Linked DNA regions of Drosophila melanogaster: region 1 is linked to region 2. Evidence: chromatin contacts called from public Hi-C data. All regions are on one chromosome and are shown on one strand. The core of a region is the stretch at or near the end of the contact, and the rest is flanking DNA. Distances in the headings are between cores, read along the strand shown.

The links. A called contact is a pair of places that touch in the nucleus more often than the background predicts.
Region 1: a Hi-C map of the Kc167 cell line shows a contact between it and region 2, with 1.9 times the contacts expected there. The contact joins the promoter of RhoGAP19D here to the promoter of GstT3 in region 2. A contact is called at or near these places in 1 of 1 datasets of contacts at CTCF or cohesin (the Kc167 cell line), 23 of 107 Hi-C or Micro-C datasets (the D17-c3 cell line, the Kc167 cell line, the OSC cell line and 11 more) and 2 of 6 datasets of contacts at active chromatin or transcription factors (both in the Kc167 cell line).

What each region holds. Positions count from the first base shown.
Region 1 is chrX:20,508,770-20,516,364 of dm6, forward strand. It overlaps RhoGAP19D (Rho GTPase activating protein at 19D), which reads right to left and starts at 1,925. Exons shown (of 15, transcript NM_001298567.1): 1 at 1,750-1,925; 2 at 597-698. It overlaps CG1812, which reads left to right and starts at 2,775. Exons shown (of 4, transcript NM_134553.3): 1 at 2,775-3,318; 2 at 4,133-4,982; 3 at 5,062-5,421; 4 at 5,585-7,059. The coding sequence starts at 3,139. The coding sequence ends at 6,045. Tak1 (TGF-beta activated kinase 1) reads right to left here. Exons shown (of 8, transcript NM_079356.3): 8 at 7,139-7,595. The coding sequence ends at 7,532.
Region 2 is chrX:20,466,042-20,473,948 of dm6, forward strand. GstT3 (Glutathione S transferase T3) reads left to right here and starts at 1,414. Exons shown (of 5, transcript NM_001298566.1): 1 at 1,414-1,729; 2 at 2,166-2,371; 3 at 2,506-2,652; 4 at 2,995-3,417; 5 at 3,479-3,755. The coding sequence starts at 2,535. The coding sequence ends at 3,624. It overlaps tbc (trabuco), which reads left to right. Exons shown (of 9, transcript NM_001298565.1): 9 at 1-1,024. RhoGAP19D (Rho GTPase activating protein at 19D) reads right to left here. Exons shown (of 15, transcript NM_001298567.1): 14 at 7,526-7,907; 15 at 3,914-7,461. The coding sequence ends at 5,993.

The DNA.
Region 1 (7,595 bases), core at 675-3,174, 43 kb after region 2:
GGGCGCTATATGGCAATATCGTTATAGCCAGCAAATACTGCGGTAATTTGGGAATAATTTCAGAAATTAAGTAATTTATTCCTGTTGATTACTTTTTTTAATATTCTTTAATATTCTTCAATGTGACAGGGGTTTTAAAGTTCGAAAAAGGTTAAATCCCTTCAAACGCAATCGTTTGACTGTTAAGGGCTACAATTCTTGTAAATGAAAATTTATTGCACTTATTTATCAAAAAATAAAAAATAATTCAGAAGTTTTAAGAATGAACACATTTTTTTATTCGCCTAATTTCTTGCGTTGTCTCTGTGAATTCTGCAGAAGAATTCTCCGCAGAGAGGAAATGAGAGAAAGAGGTCCAGTAGAAGAGAGAAGGGAGTCTGGTGGTACGTAAACAAAAAAAAAACCTAAAAAGCAGGAAGACAACTTTCGCTGCTGGCATACAACGGAAAATGGAAGACGTGAAAGATGGGAACAGAGCAAGAGAGCAATAAAGAGAGTGCACAAAATGGGCCGAAAAGTGCCGATTCTTCAATTGTTATACTGTTTAGATTTACACAACATTTTTATAAAATAAACAAAAAGCCTATGATACTTACCAAAAACCAGGAAGATTTTCTTCTCCCTTTCTGACGATTTTCTTTTAAACTTTTTTGTTGCTTCCTTTTTGTATATTTATGATTTCGTTTTAATTTTGCAAACTAGAAAAAACACAACAAAAACGGTGTGGAGCTGATAAGGCGATTTATTGTTTGTTTATTTAAGGACATTCCTCAATTCTTTCCCATTCTTTCCTCTCTTTTCTTTTCCTTCTTCTTCTTATCAATGAAATGTGAGTCAGTGGCAGCCAAAAAATCAGCAGTAACGGTCAAAATAATAGCACTTCAAAGGGCATTCTACCGTTAACTACCGATAACTCAAGAAAAGTAGAAAGGAGTGCACTCTTTTACTTTCGTGACATAAGATTGATTATTTTACTTTAAAGATACTAAAATGTTTGTTATTTTTAACAAATTTTAATTGTCAGTAAACGCGATGCTATTGATACTATTATCGTAACCGTAACTGTGTTTTTATGTTTTTTCTTGTGGACTTTTTTGTTTTGCTTTATTTTTTGGGTTCTACATGCTGCCGACGCCGCAGTTGGCGTCGCTGCTGGCAGTTTCCTCATGTGGCGCGCACACACGCACATACCGCACACAAAAACACACTCACACACACCTACACGACTTCATTTCTTTTTCATTTCTTTTCCTTCCTTTCGTAATTGCTCCGCTTTTTTGCTTCTTCTTTAAGGTTGCAGAGTGCGGGAAAGAGAAAGGAAGAAAAAGAAACAGCGCGACAATTTTCATTTGGGCCTGTGCAAAAAAACCACAAATACAGAGTAAAAATCTTTATTTCATGCACGTTGCATTTTGCACTCCAATTGTTGTTGCCGCTTCAGCTTCTGCTTCTTCTTCGCCATTTGACTGTTGCTTTCTTTCGTTGCTTCTGTTGTTGTGGTTGTTGTTTTTGGCGTCGTCGGCGGCGGCGAGCAATAAACTAATTACTTTAACTAGCGAACAACCAAAATGTTTGCCGAATTCGTTGTGTGTTTTTCTTCGCCTTGCATCGATCCTTGTATTTTTTGGAACGCCTTGCACACATTCATCGCTTGCTTTTTACTTTTTTATTACACTTTTCGCCTTTTTCTTTTCACAAAAAAAAAATTTGACGCCACACGTTTGTTGTTGTGGTTGCGCCAGCACTTACGCTGCTTTAATTACTAATGATTCACAATACAATCAAGCGATCGCGCGCGCACCGTCTGCACTTTCGGCCAAATTACAATTAATTAGTTGTGTATTTTACTCTACTTCTTGTTTTACTTGCTCCGCTTTCCACTCGATTTCGTCCGATGTGATTTTCGAGTGACCAGACCAGTCGAGTAGAGGTGGAATACGGCCGATGCCACGCAGGCTATCGATGTTTTCATGCCTGGACGTATGTCGATACTTTGCAGCAGCTTATCGGCTTATGCTGCGATATCACCACTGGACGAAACTTTGGCCATTAGTTAACACTGGAGACTATAGATATTGTGAGAAAAAAAATTAAATACAATTTTTTTACCTGCTAGCCTGCACTTTATTCTGAAATATTTGCAGTGAATAGATACAGCACGCTGAATAAATGTTGGTCCAAGAATGGAACGCGTATTTTTAAGAGTGTATTTGAACTCACCCACACTAATATCATAGTGTATTAATTTAAATATATATTTATATAATATATAATACTTAATTAGATATCTTTTCTCGTATCAAAATTATTTGCGGATCCGAAAAACATTTTCTAACAAGAAACAACTGCCTAACGTGAAATACTTCAATGTCTCTGATAAGATTGACTTTTTTAAAGAAATTAATTAATTATTCTTTTAGTATTAATATTTCTGCCTAAAGTTAACGTAAGCTATCTTACTAAGCTAAACTAAGTAACTAACATAGACTTATTTTGGTGCAAATTTAACAATTTCATTTTTAAATGCTACCATATCAATGTTAAAGGGGAAATTCGCGAGCTTTTGACTTCAAAAGCTAGCATTCTCTTATAAAAACCTTTTAAATTGCATACTCACCCGTCTCCCAATTAAAAGCACCCAGGAATACGGGTATATATATGAAATTTGAAAATATAATTTTAAACGATCGCGCTCCGCAATCGATAGCTAAATGCGCATCACTAGCGGTGCTAGCCGACTTGGCAGTTCAAACGTCAAGAGAAGAAACGTCAAAAACGCGAAAAGTAAAAAGTCGCAAGAGGGAAAAGAAGCAAAGAGGTAGCAACAAGCAAAGAAATCGCACGCGAAACTTTTTTCTCTGCCAGTGTTTAGCAATAATTTAGCTAATTTCGTGCGTATATTTGTCGTAGAACGGTTCATAGTTCGCCAAATAACGGTTTGTAGACAGCTGGCCGCGAGTGTAAACAGAACGTGCTGCCCTCTCGCTCGCACTCGCACTCGCGCACCAGAAGCTCGGTCATCTCAAGAATTTCTTATCAGACGGATTCCCCAACCTTGGGACCACATAGGTTAACATATATATAGGTTAATAGCCCGCTCTAATCTTTGGTCCGTTCCGAGAGAGTACAGCGAACAGCATGGCAGCGACGCCAGCGCCAGCAGTGACGCCGGCAGCGACAGCAACGTCGGCTGCGGCCAAAATTCCTGTGAATCCCGTGTCCCCCGAGGAGGAGACCCTTCTGCGGGGCCTCAACAAGCTGCGCAACGAGGAGAAACTCACGGACGTCACTCTGATCGTCGAGGAGCACCGATTCAAGGTAGGACCCCACCCACACCATTATAGATCCGAGCAATAGCTACATGGAACAGCCCCATCTGTGGATCTGCTTCAGAGATCGTGCCACATCTGTGGGATCAGCTGAGCTACGAGCGGTTACGTCTAGCCTCATGGACACGGCACATCGGCGAAGGCGGATGAAGTTGGGTTGCACAAGTTTGGCTCCCAGAGTGCGCATAGCAAGTATGCATAGATTATCTTTCAGAGCAACTTGGTTGTGATTAGGCTAGGTTAGTTACGACAATACCTTCAATGGCCTGCGCATAGGACAAATAGAAATCGCACTAAACCGGATTGCTCGCATCCTAAACTCGGCGGTTTGGCAGTTTGGCTAGTTGGCCAGTTGGCCATTTGGCCATTTTGCGAGCTCGTGTTAATTATATATCGGAAACCACGAAAGCATAAGGTGACTAGTTATAGGGTTAGAGTGGCAAGTGGTAGGCGAATCGATAATCGTGGCCAGCAAAAAAGCTCATCTTTACTTTCTCTTGCTAATAATACAAATACGAAAACAAATTCGCGACACAAATTGATGTGTTTCGGCCGATGACGCATTTTCATCGCGCTACCTATGAATATTTAGGGATTCCCGGAATCAGACTCATATATTCAGATACATACATAAATCCAGAAAATTCATAGAAATGTTTTATGATACAGATTTTCAGAAATCTGATTTCAAATGTTTTCAAAAATAACATGGGGAATATCAGCGTTTTTCGTTACACTTATTACACTTATAGTAACATTTTTCCCCAAGTAATCGAACGAAATACGTAATCCCAACTTTGCAGGCTCACCGCGTCGTCCTGGCAGCCAGCAGTGACTACTTTTGCGCCATGTTCGCCGACTGTGCCATGATTGAGTCGCGTAAGGACGAGATAAATCTCTACGGTATTAAAGCCAGGGCCATGGGCTCGATCATTGACTACATATACACATCGATGCTGGAACTGAACTACGATAACATCGAGGAGATCCTGGCGGCAGCCACGCACGTCCAGGTGCGCGAGGTGATTGACCGATGCACGATCTTTCTGGGCGCAAAGATCGAGATGGAAAACTGCCTGGCCATTGCGGGAATGGCCGATATCTATGGAATTATGGACTTATCCGAACGGGCCTACCGCTATATGTGCGCTCACTTTGAGGAGTTCGCGACCACATCGGACTTTAAAGAAATGAAGGTGGACCAGCTGCGCTTCATCCTCAGCAGCAACTATCCCATTGACGTGGCCGAGCAGGATCTGGTGCGTCTGGTATGCAGCTTTGCGATCGAACAACAGCTGAATGAGAGCGCTTTGGGGGATCTGCTGAGGCTGATCAAATGGCAACACATTAGCTATAAGTCCGTGGACGAACTGAGGAACATGAACTGCTCGCTGGATAAGGGAAAACAGCTGCCACTGCCTACCAGCTACTACAACCGAATAAAACAGGAGCACATGGGGCACCTACTCAACGGAGTGGTGTCCCTGAAGGATCAGTCACTGCCACAGGGACCAACAAACATGCGGGGCATGGAGCTGTGTCTGCTGAAGATCGGGGGCTTCGAGTGGAACGGCCTGACCAATGTAATAATGTGCTTTTCGCCAAAGAAAATGAATTGGTATGAGTTGACCGCCATTCCGCACATCGATCAGTGTAAGTGTTCGGATTCGAATTAGGATACATTCGTATTATATCATTGTACAGACAATATACATGTTCCATTGCATTCCAGGCAACTTTGGCACGGCCGTACTGAACAACAAACTGTTCATCGTGGGCGGAGCGTACGATGTCTTTTTGAAGGAGTACATCCATCCCTTTGGCTTCTGCTACTGTCCGCTAAGGAATACATGGATGACCATAGCACCCATTCAGCAGGATCGCTGCCGTTTCTCGTTGAACGCAGTGGGCACTCAGCATCTGTATGCGGTGGGCGGCATTCTGGACGATGATAACGAAGAAGCCCTGCGCATGATCTCCAACGTGGAGCGCTACGATATCGCCAAGAATGTATGGACCTATATGCCTAGTCTGCAGGAGAATCGCAGTCAGCATGCCGGCGTCGTTGTGGGCGATAAGCTTTACATCTCTGGTGTGTTTTCAATGCAATGCAAAAAAAAAAAACAGCTTGTAAACGATGCAGCGCTACGCACTAAATTAAAGTTGCCGAAAGTGTTCATGCATAGTTCACAATGAGCGAAAGGCGTTCGTTTTTAAGCCCCTTAAATTACTGAACTTTCTTTCTTATTTAACAGGTGGCGTCCACTTGGCCAACATACTGGCAAGCATGTGGGTATTCGACACAAAGACGGAAGTCTGGCAGGAGCTGGCCTCGATGCCCACGCCCTGTTGTGACCACGTTTTGGTGGCGGTGGATAATCGCATCTATGCCTGCGGCGGATGGCACGAGAGTTTGACGGAATGGCGGGTTCTGGTGGAGCACATATATGCCTATGATATTGAGACTAACACGTGGAGCGTGGAGACCAAGATACCGGCCCCCAAGTTCTACACCGGCGTGACCGCGATGGGCAGAACAATATTCTTTGTGGGCGGACTGGACTCCACGGAGTCGATTGATCGGGCCAGTGCGGAAACAATGGCCTACGACTTGGATACCAAGGAATGGTGGCACGAAAAGGACTCGTGGGACTCGCCCAACGATGTGTGGGAATCAACCTGCGTGGCCATCTATGTGCCCAATTGTGATGCCTAACTCTCTGCAAGTCTCTGCAAGCCTCCGCCTCCATCTCCATCTCCATCCTATCCGTATCGAATTTAGCGATTCTCATGATATTTTTATATATACTATGTGTAGCTAGCGTAGACCTATGTACATGCGAGATTTTGTGATGACTGCAGTAACGAAAATGTGCCAAGCACGGAAATGAAACATGTAAAGACCGCATATGCCTTAATTTCGCTCTCGAACGAATACACAGACAATGGTAAATTATTAAATAACTTTTAATTAACTTGTATAAACCGCATATGCCTTCATTTCTCACTTGATTGATAAGTCAGAGCTCGAAAAATAGGATTTATTTGTGTGGCTGAGACCCTTCTTTAATTGCCATGCATAGTTCATCCATAAGCAAACATAATGTATAAAAATGGCAGATACTTGTCATTCATGTGTTTGAAAATGCAGTCACTTTTTTGAAGAATGAAAAAGCAAACATTTTAGAGCTATGTTGTGATAAAATTAAGTAAATTTAACGAAGCATAATGTTTATAAAGAATTAGCATTCACTGCGTCGAAAGGCATACACCCACCACCTTTATGATTTATATCGAATTTGTTAAACTTGACCAATTACGGCCAATTCATTTTGCACATACTTGCTATTAAGTTATTTCGTAGAGTTCTTTACGCAAAAAAAAAACCTTTTTTACGAGCTCTGATAATAGAGTGTAAAATATGTAGAACATGTACTTAATTTGTATAAACTAGAAAAAGTTCGTTCCTAATTCTGGACTGTCCTTCTTCGTCGAAGCTAAATCACTCATTCATTCATATATCAATTTTTTTTTTCAACATCCCCATTTAAGTAAACATTAAAAGTAGTATTTTCTTGCGATTCTGAGACAAGGACACTGCCTAATTTATTGCACTAAAACGTTCTTCGTTGAATTGACGATAAATGGAAGGACTTTCTAGGCTTACATTTTGTATATAGAATTTATTACTCAGTATTTAAGGTCGTCGGCAATAAATAGAATTCTAAATCGATGTGATTTCAGTACGTTTTTCTTTGTATTGAATTTGGATTACTACATTTCCATGTAATAAAAAAGGGCTCCAGTTTGTTTGTCGTTGCTTTCGATGGTTTTTATATTTTTTTGGTCTACTCCTTGTCAGCTTCCTCGAACAGATACATGTGCTAATGCTAAGTGTGTTTTAAGCTTAATCATAATATTAAAACCTAAACGAAGCTTGCGAGACTGCTAATGGATCGAAACAATTGTTCGCTAAATTAAAAGAAACACGGACTGAATACGCTTAGACTTAAACAAAAAACGATTACAACGAAATAGTCATAGATATAGAAATAAACAAAGTGCTATGGTTAATCGTACAGATACAGACTACGAATATTGGATTACAGATTACAGATAACATATAACATATTGCGGATTAAAGTAGAGTACTAGCCTATAAGACATAGAGAGTCGATCGATCGAATCGGCAGCGCACGAGACTACGCATTGTGATGCGGTGGGATGACCACCCAGCCTTCTTCCACGGACTCAGAGCCTCCGCAC
Region 2 (7,907 bases), core at 164-2,663:
CAGTGCATTGGTATACATACGCGAAAAACATATAGTACATATGTACATATAGTATGTTTTATTATGTAGAGAAAATCAGGAGGGTGCAATGTATTTATCACGTTATATCAAAGGTTCGCCCTAGTTTATCAATATACACAACAAAAAAATTGAATTGAAGGAAAATATACATTTTACCTAACTTGAAACTTTCAATATTAAGTATTAGAAAACGTTGGACTGAGTGGTTGGTTAGATGTCTATGTCTTCAACGCTCTATTGTATGTATATTATCAAAATTTCAAGTTCTTATATTATGACACTGACCAGAAAAATTTGCAACAAAAAAAAAAAGAAAAAAAGCCTAATAATATTTTAAAGGGGCTGTATTTGCAATCGCACATCACACAAAAAAACGCATGCATCAAATTATAAATTACAATTCGTTGCAAAGTAAACTCAGTACCAGCGAAAAATATCCAATTGTGTGTAACAATCAAGTCAACAATAAGTCAAGTACACCTAAACTACCATATATACATACATATGTATCTGTATGTACATATATGGGCGGCATATCGTCCGATCTTATGTGTCTACTATATCTACATATATTATGCGCTGCCAAGCCAAGCCAAATCAAGTTCCCAGTTTTATTTAATTGTATTTTATTTTTATATACGTATATTTACAAAGCGTACGAATAACTATTTCCCCCACTGTGTGATCTCTCTCTCTACACCGAGTATAAATGTTGTGGATTATCTTTATACCCTAATTTATACTCTTTGTAAATGTACCTTTTCCCGGCCAAAGAGGAGGTGGATGACACCTTGGCTCCACTTTATCTCAATTAAAAAAAAAAAAACCACATATATACGTGTGTGTATATACATACATACGTCTGTGTATATATACACGCCCACGCAAATTGTATATGAATATATATATATACATATATATAGTTAAAATGTATACAAGTACAAAGCAAAAGACGTCGGTATGTTTGAATCGGAATTAATAAATACACATACGATATATACCTAATCGAAAACGAAGTTTGCGTGGCGGATGGCTATTTCGAGATATATGCAGATAAATAAATCCCGATCCATCAGCTGTTCAGGTGAATGGTGCACCTGTTGCCACAGAACTGGCAATGGGGTAAACAATCTCTCCTTATCGAGCGATAAGACGGACCTTCCCTGGGGAGTTTCTATTCCTGGCCTTCCGCCGTTGCCAATGGCTCAGAACTATTAGATAGATTGATTATTTACTCTACAATATACATATTTCCGATTGGCCGGCGGATGTATGAAGCGCAGTTGCACTGGAATTTTTAATTATTTAATTATTGCATTATGGAATTCTCTCTTTCCTATATCTTTCGCAATATTATCAGAGGGTAGCACCTACTCAATATTCACAATAATTCGTTTTTCGATTTGCAGTGTAGCTGGTGCAACGAGGGAACTACGCCGCCTTATCTCGAGGGTTTCTAATACCTTGCGCCTATTCTCTTTAATTTTTGTTTATTCGACTCCCAGTCGCATTCGCATTCACATTTTCTACGCATCCACGACCTAGAGTATATAAGTTGGAGCAGCTGCATCATCCAGTTCATTCACTGGCTTAATTCAGTGGAGTTCGGATCTCGTCATGTCGGTGTCGTTTTTGGCCAGTTTACTGGGACTCAGCAATGACGAGGATCAGCTGCAGGTGGCCTTTGATGAGGTGCTCAAACGTAGAGGTTAGTTTAAAATCAATGTTTTGAAAGTTGAATTATAAGAGTAAAGTAAATTTAATTTAATTGTGATAATTAATTAATTTCTTCTTTATAAATATATATTTTAAAAGCAGTAGACAAAGTTGTAAGTTTAGTAAGTGTAAGGAACTCGAATTATTCTAGTTCTATTCTATGCTAAAAAAAAGAACATAATGAAGGACGGGAGAAGTTTATAAATCTGATAAACTCTCTTGGAAACTTTCATTTGTTTATTTAAAAAATGAAGTGCTTACTCCCAACATATCACACGATATCTAAAATATCTAAATATCTAAAAATCACACGATATCTAAAACTAAATATCTAATCCGATTTCTTTGGCCAGGCAGTGATCTAAAAAACTTTTAGATAAATAATAAATATTAAGTCAGAAATATTTTTTTTCTTAATTGTTTATAAGTCCGTTACTTGATTTTCGCACTAACGCGTATCACTACTGAGCGCGCAGAGCTTTTCGTTGATGAAATCCACTACGTAAAGCTCGCTCTCCCCACAATTCACCACTTCACTACGTACGACTTCTTGCCCCGCCGCCAGCTGATTTAGATTCGATCCAAGTTGTTGGCTCAGTGGAATAGCTGCAGTTGCCCACCGACCGTGTTTGTGGTGAGTTCAGGGGTGTGTTGGGTGTAGTGCTGCTATGCGGCTTTCCGTGGAGATTCTTCGGTGATCTTTGGACCGGCGCCCATTTATTTGTTTTGAAGCCTCCTCTAACCACTGCAAGCACCTTCTCTTTGCAGTTCCCTCCAGACAGCCAACCAACCTGAGGATGTCCGCTCCCATTCGCTACTACTATGACCTGATGTCGCAGCCCTCGAGGGCGTTGTTCATTATCTTCCGGCTGAGCAACATGCCCTTCGAAGACTGCGTGGTTGCCCTGCGCAATGGTAAGGGTAACCGGTGTGCGGGTCAAAGTGTGTCCATGTGGTGGACAGGAGTGCCAATACCTCACGTATCTCAAACGAAGTACAGAACGTAACGTCTTTTTCACTGATCAATACACAATCATTTTGCGCTTTAGCCACATTTAACAATTGTACCTTGATAAAAGGATTTATCCATAAAATATTATTTAGTTTGTGAATAAGTGCGTTACGTTGATACAACTGTTAGTTTAATAGTTTTGGTAACATCTGTGCTTTTTTTTTTGTATGGCTCCACCCGCCACTGCCACCGCCACCACCATTTATGGGTGCAATCTAATCTCGACTACGGTCTTTGCCCCACAGGCGAGCACTTGACCGAAGACTTCAAGAAGGAGATTAACCGCTTCCAGCGTGTGCCCTGCATCCACGACAATGGCTACAAGCTAGCGGAGAGCGTGGCCATCCTGCGCTATTTGAGCGCCAAGGGCAAGATACCGGAGCACCTCTATCCCAAGTACTTCGTTGACCAGAGCCGCGTCGACGAGTTCCTCGAATGGCAGCACATGTCCCTGCGGCTCACCTGCGCCATGTACTTCCGCACCGTGTGGCTGGAGCCGCTTCTGACAGGACGCACACCCTCCGAAGCCAAAATCGAGACGTTCCGCATGCAGATGGAGCGCAACCTCGACGTAGTCGAGGAGGTCTGGCTGGAGGGCAAGGACTTCCTCACCGGATCCTCCCTCACCGTTGCGGACATCTTTGCAGCCTGTGAAATCGAACAGACACGTGAGCATACTTTCAGTTTGAGATAATTACAGGTTTCTTATTATTCACTCATGCAATCCAGGAATGGCCGACTACGATGTCAGGATCAAGTACCCCAAGATCAGGGCGTGGCTGAAGAGAGTGCGCCAGAGCTGCAATCCGTACTACGATGTGGCCCACGAGTTCGTCTACAAAATCTCCGGAACGGGTCCACAGGCCAAGCTATAAACTCCAACGTTCACAAAGCCATTCTGTACATAGATCATTATCATTGCTGGGTACTTATATGTAGTTGATAAACAAAACGATAATAAAACAGAGCTTGTCGCTGGTTTATACTTGTACAATTTATTCGTAATATTGGTTGTTTCTTTTTTATTGTGTTGTCAGCATTATAGAAAATCCACATTTACTTGTTGTTCAAAAAAATCATAATACAAATAAAATATATATAGATGTATACATGTATAATAGAAAATACAATTTTTAAAAAATAACTACCTAACGTCTAACAAAAAATTGTTTTTAGTTAATCATAATATTTATATAGCAACGTTACGCGCTTGGGTACTTTCTATATACTTCTTTACTTCCGCCTTCTCGATTTTTTTCATTTTCTGCCATCGGGTAACAAAACAAAATGCGTACAAAATATATAATCTTTATATATATATATCCTTTTTGGGGGTGGTGTAAATCATAATTGTGAATGAAATCAAAAAAATTAACTCGTATATACAGCAAAAAAAATGGGAGGAATACTATACAACTACTATCTAATCGCTTAATCATATGCATTTGCATGTACTTTTATGCGTTCTTGTATTTTCCAAACTTAAATCATATACAAACTACACAAAAATATATAATATTATATATGTAAATGTAAATTTATGCCGTTTCTCGTGCGTCACATGGTAAACATATAGTCGCTTTATCAATCAAACCTAATTTCGAACACGCCATCCCTCTTCTAGTCGCCTGTCGGGATAATCGGGAAAATGTATCCCCTACTTCATAGCTTTGTAGCTGCACCTATATCATGCATTTCCGCCAGCACCATTCTCCAAATAAATAATACAAAAAAAAAAAAAAATTGGTTCATCAAAAAACAATTTTGTGGGTGGAAAAAAAGGTTAACAGAATTTAAAGCCAATAATTTAAGGCACCAAAATGGGGATCATCAGCCCTAAAATTTTTGTACAACAGGTACAGAGGTACAAAGAAGAAAAGAAAAACAAATGCACATCTAAATCAAGAACAGAACTGATCCCTATGCAGGACCTAGCACAACTTGGTTGTCAAAAGGACTCATCCAACTCAATGGTGCACGGACACGGACAGGCGACTATCCATCAATTGTTCCTTTACCGTAGGTGGTTGCTTATGCGATTTCTCTGTAATGTGTTGTATAAGTTTTACAAAATAGTTCTCTCTTTCTCTTTCTATCTCCCTCGCCTTGTCACTCGTTATGTGTATATATCTTGCTCTGTCTCTCGCAATATATCTGCCATCTTTGCTTGGTTCCCATTTAATTTGTGTGTTTTGTGTACTTCGTGTGTGCGAATAAATTACTTCCTGACCTCGTACAGATTGTTTTGCCTGCGTTGCATTAATACGATTTGTTTTCCCTCGAAGTTGTGCCTTCTCATTACAGGGTATTAAGCAATTCGATCTCGGATCCTTGCTAACTGATTAGTTTAAGTTTTCCTGGGTCGAGTTTCAATGGGTTATATTTGTAATATATTGTATTCGACACAACTTCCTGGGGTCTGCGCATGAATATATAAATATATTGTGATAGAATATGTAAGATTATGTATTTCAACTGCCCTGCTGATTTGTTTCGCAATCAACACTTCTCTACACGCCTTCTGGTTAACTTTTAAGACCCAATTCGGACACAACACTGCAACTGCACATTGATATATAGGTATATATAGTAAAATAGATTATGATGACTACTTTTTACAGATCCTAAGTAGCAGAAGGTACAATGCACTCCATTGAAGTAGCTTTGCCACGCCCTATTTGAATTTAAATTTAGTTTTCATCGTTTAACATGCAAAACATAGTTTTAAACGCAAGGGTCTGTGAAGCAAGACTACTTAGAGGTGTTCGCATAGCCTTTGCTACAACGATTTGCCTTTCTAGCAACTTTGTTCAGGGTTAACATTCAATTTAACTTTGTTTTTTTTTGTTTTTTTTTAAAGGTGTGTTTAGCTTTTGTGTGTTTAACAGACTATTGTTAAATATCTTCTCATTATGCCTTTTGGTTATATATTAAACCTTTCGTTAATACTCTTGTAAACTGTGGGTTTCAAAGTGTCAATTAATCAGGTTAACCACATTTAAGCAACTGCTATTTCGGGTTGGTCTTGTCGCAGCAATCTGCACTAGGAGCTATTTTTAACTATGTTTTTTGTCAGGTTCTTTAAAACGCGATATAAGCAGACTGCCTGCTTTTAGCCATATTAGCACTTTTAGCTTTGTATAGACTGTTTGCTAAGAATGTGAGTTCGCCCAGAGTGTTTCATGTGTGTTTCACCATGTGAAATTGCCACCGTCTGTTTTCTTAGTCTGGGTATACAGGTTTTTAGAAGCGACCCCGGCTAATGTTCTTGATACGTATGCCCACTTCCAGGACCTGATCGCCGTTCCCAGCGGGAGTTGTGCTGGTGCTGCTGCTGTTGCTGCTGCTTCCGCTGCTGTTGTTGCCACCGACACCTACGCCAGTTGGTGGTGCATTGGAGGCAACTCCCGCCACTCCACCGCCGTTGCCATTACTGCCATCGCTTTGGGGCGAGTTATTGTTGTTGCTGCTCGATCCGGAACTTGATGCGGGCAATGCCACACTAGCTTCGGCGCCAGCTTGACCTGTACCGAGGCGCCGCAGCACCGTGGTGGTGGTCGTTGTGGTGGTCGTCGTCTCGGCCGCGGCTGCGCCACTGCCTCCACCGCCAGATGTAGCGCTGCCCAGTTTCAACAACTGTTGCTGGTGATGGCGATTGTGGTGATTGTAGTTGATGGCTGCCAGGTCGTGACCGTGTGAGTGATTCGAGCAGCCACCATTGCTGGCGGAATAGTCGTGAGGTCCGCCTACTGTGTGCCGCCGCTTAATGGACCGATTCTGCTTGTTCTGGATCTGGCGCTTCTTGGTCAGGTTCATATCAGTCTTCTCGTCCTTGGTCAAGCCAGTGGTGCTCAATGCCTGGCAGCAAGCCACCCCCACCGCCACCGCTCCAGCTACTCCGCCCGATACTCCCGCCGCTACTCCTCCGGATGTCTGCGCCGTTATGTGCCTGGTGGAGTAGTTCCGGCAATTGAAACTGGCGCTGCGAAATAACCGATGATCGCGTCTCTTTTTGTTGTAGCGCTCGATAAAAAACGAAGGCGACGGTCGTTCACCGAGAAGCAGCTTCTCCTTGGGATCACTGGTGGTCGAGCCCTCGGAATCGTCGTCGGAGGCAGCTCCTCCGGCGGATCCCACCACCCTTTCGGCGCCTCCAGCGGCTGCATTGCCTCTTTCGTAGCTTAGATAGTTACTGAACCTGGGTTGTATGCTTTTGGTTAGCGTCGTGACACTGCTCGATGAGCTGCGCGAGGGAATAGCTCCGGCCCCACCGCTTCCGGTTGGCGTGCCTACTGGCGTGGCTGCTCCGCTAGTTGGTGCAGTGGAGCTTCCCTGATGAATGGGCACCGTGGCTGAGTGCTGTAGCTTATGTGCGGCCTTAAGCAAACTTGGGGGCAGTGGTGCAACTCCACCCGACTGTTTCGAAGGCTTTTCATCGCCACCAATTGTATTTGTGGCCGTGCAGGAGCGGCTTAGATGCAGGGATAAGGGGGCTGTCTCCAGGGGATTGCAAAACTGATGGAACAGCCGCTCGGGCGACTCGTCCGCATACGGAATGTTCTCGGAGTGCATGTGCAGAGGCTGGCCCAAGGTGTGCCGCCGGTTCTTGGGAAACTCGGGCGATCCATTCTCATCATTCGATTCGGAGCCGCTGCGCAAGTTGCGTAGCTTGCTGTCCAGTGTATCCGTAATGGTCGTCAGCGACATGGAACCTGGTTAACGGTAGGGACATAACATAATTATCAGATCACTTATCTTTACGCCTTAAATCCTTACCCGTATCGCTTAGCCTGCTGCTAGAGTCGTCGTCCGTTAGCAGAATGGATATGTCCACGCTGCTGCGCTGTTGTTCCTTGGCCAGATTTATGCCTACTCCCAGGCTGTGACCAAGGCTGCCAGACGACTGTCCTGAGTCCTTTTCGTCCAAGCTGGCCTTGCGCGTCTGGTGCGAGGATCTTGAGCCCAAGAAACCTCCTGTGCTACGCTTCTTAAAATTGGCGCTTAACAATTTGGAGGACGTCGCCGAGATGGAGGAAGAAATAGCCACCGCCGTTGTTGAGCACGCCGACGATGACGATGAGCTGAACTTGGTAGTGGAACTGGATGAGGATGAGGCGGATGCCTTGCCCCCGCTGTGAAGCGTCGAGCTGCTCGAAGT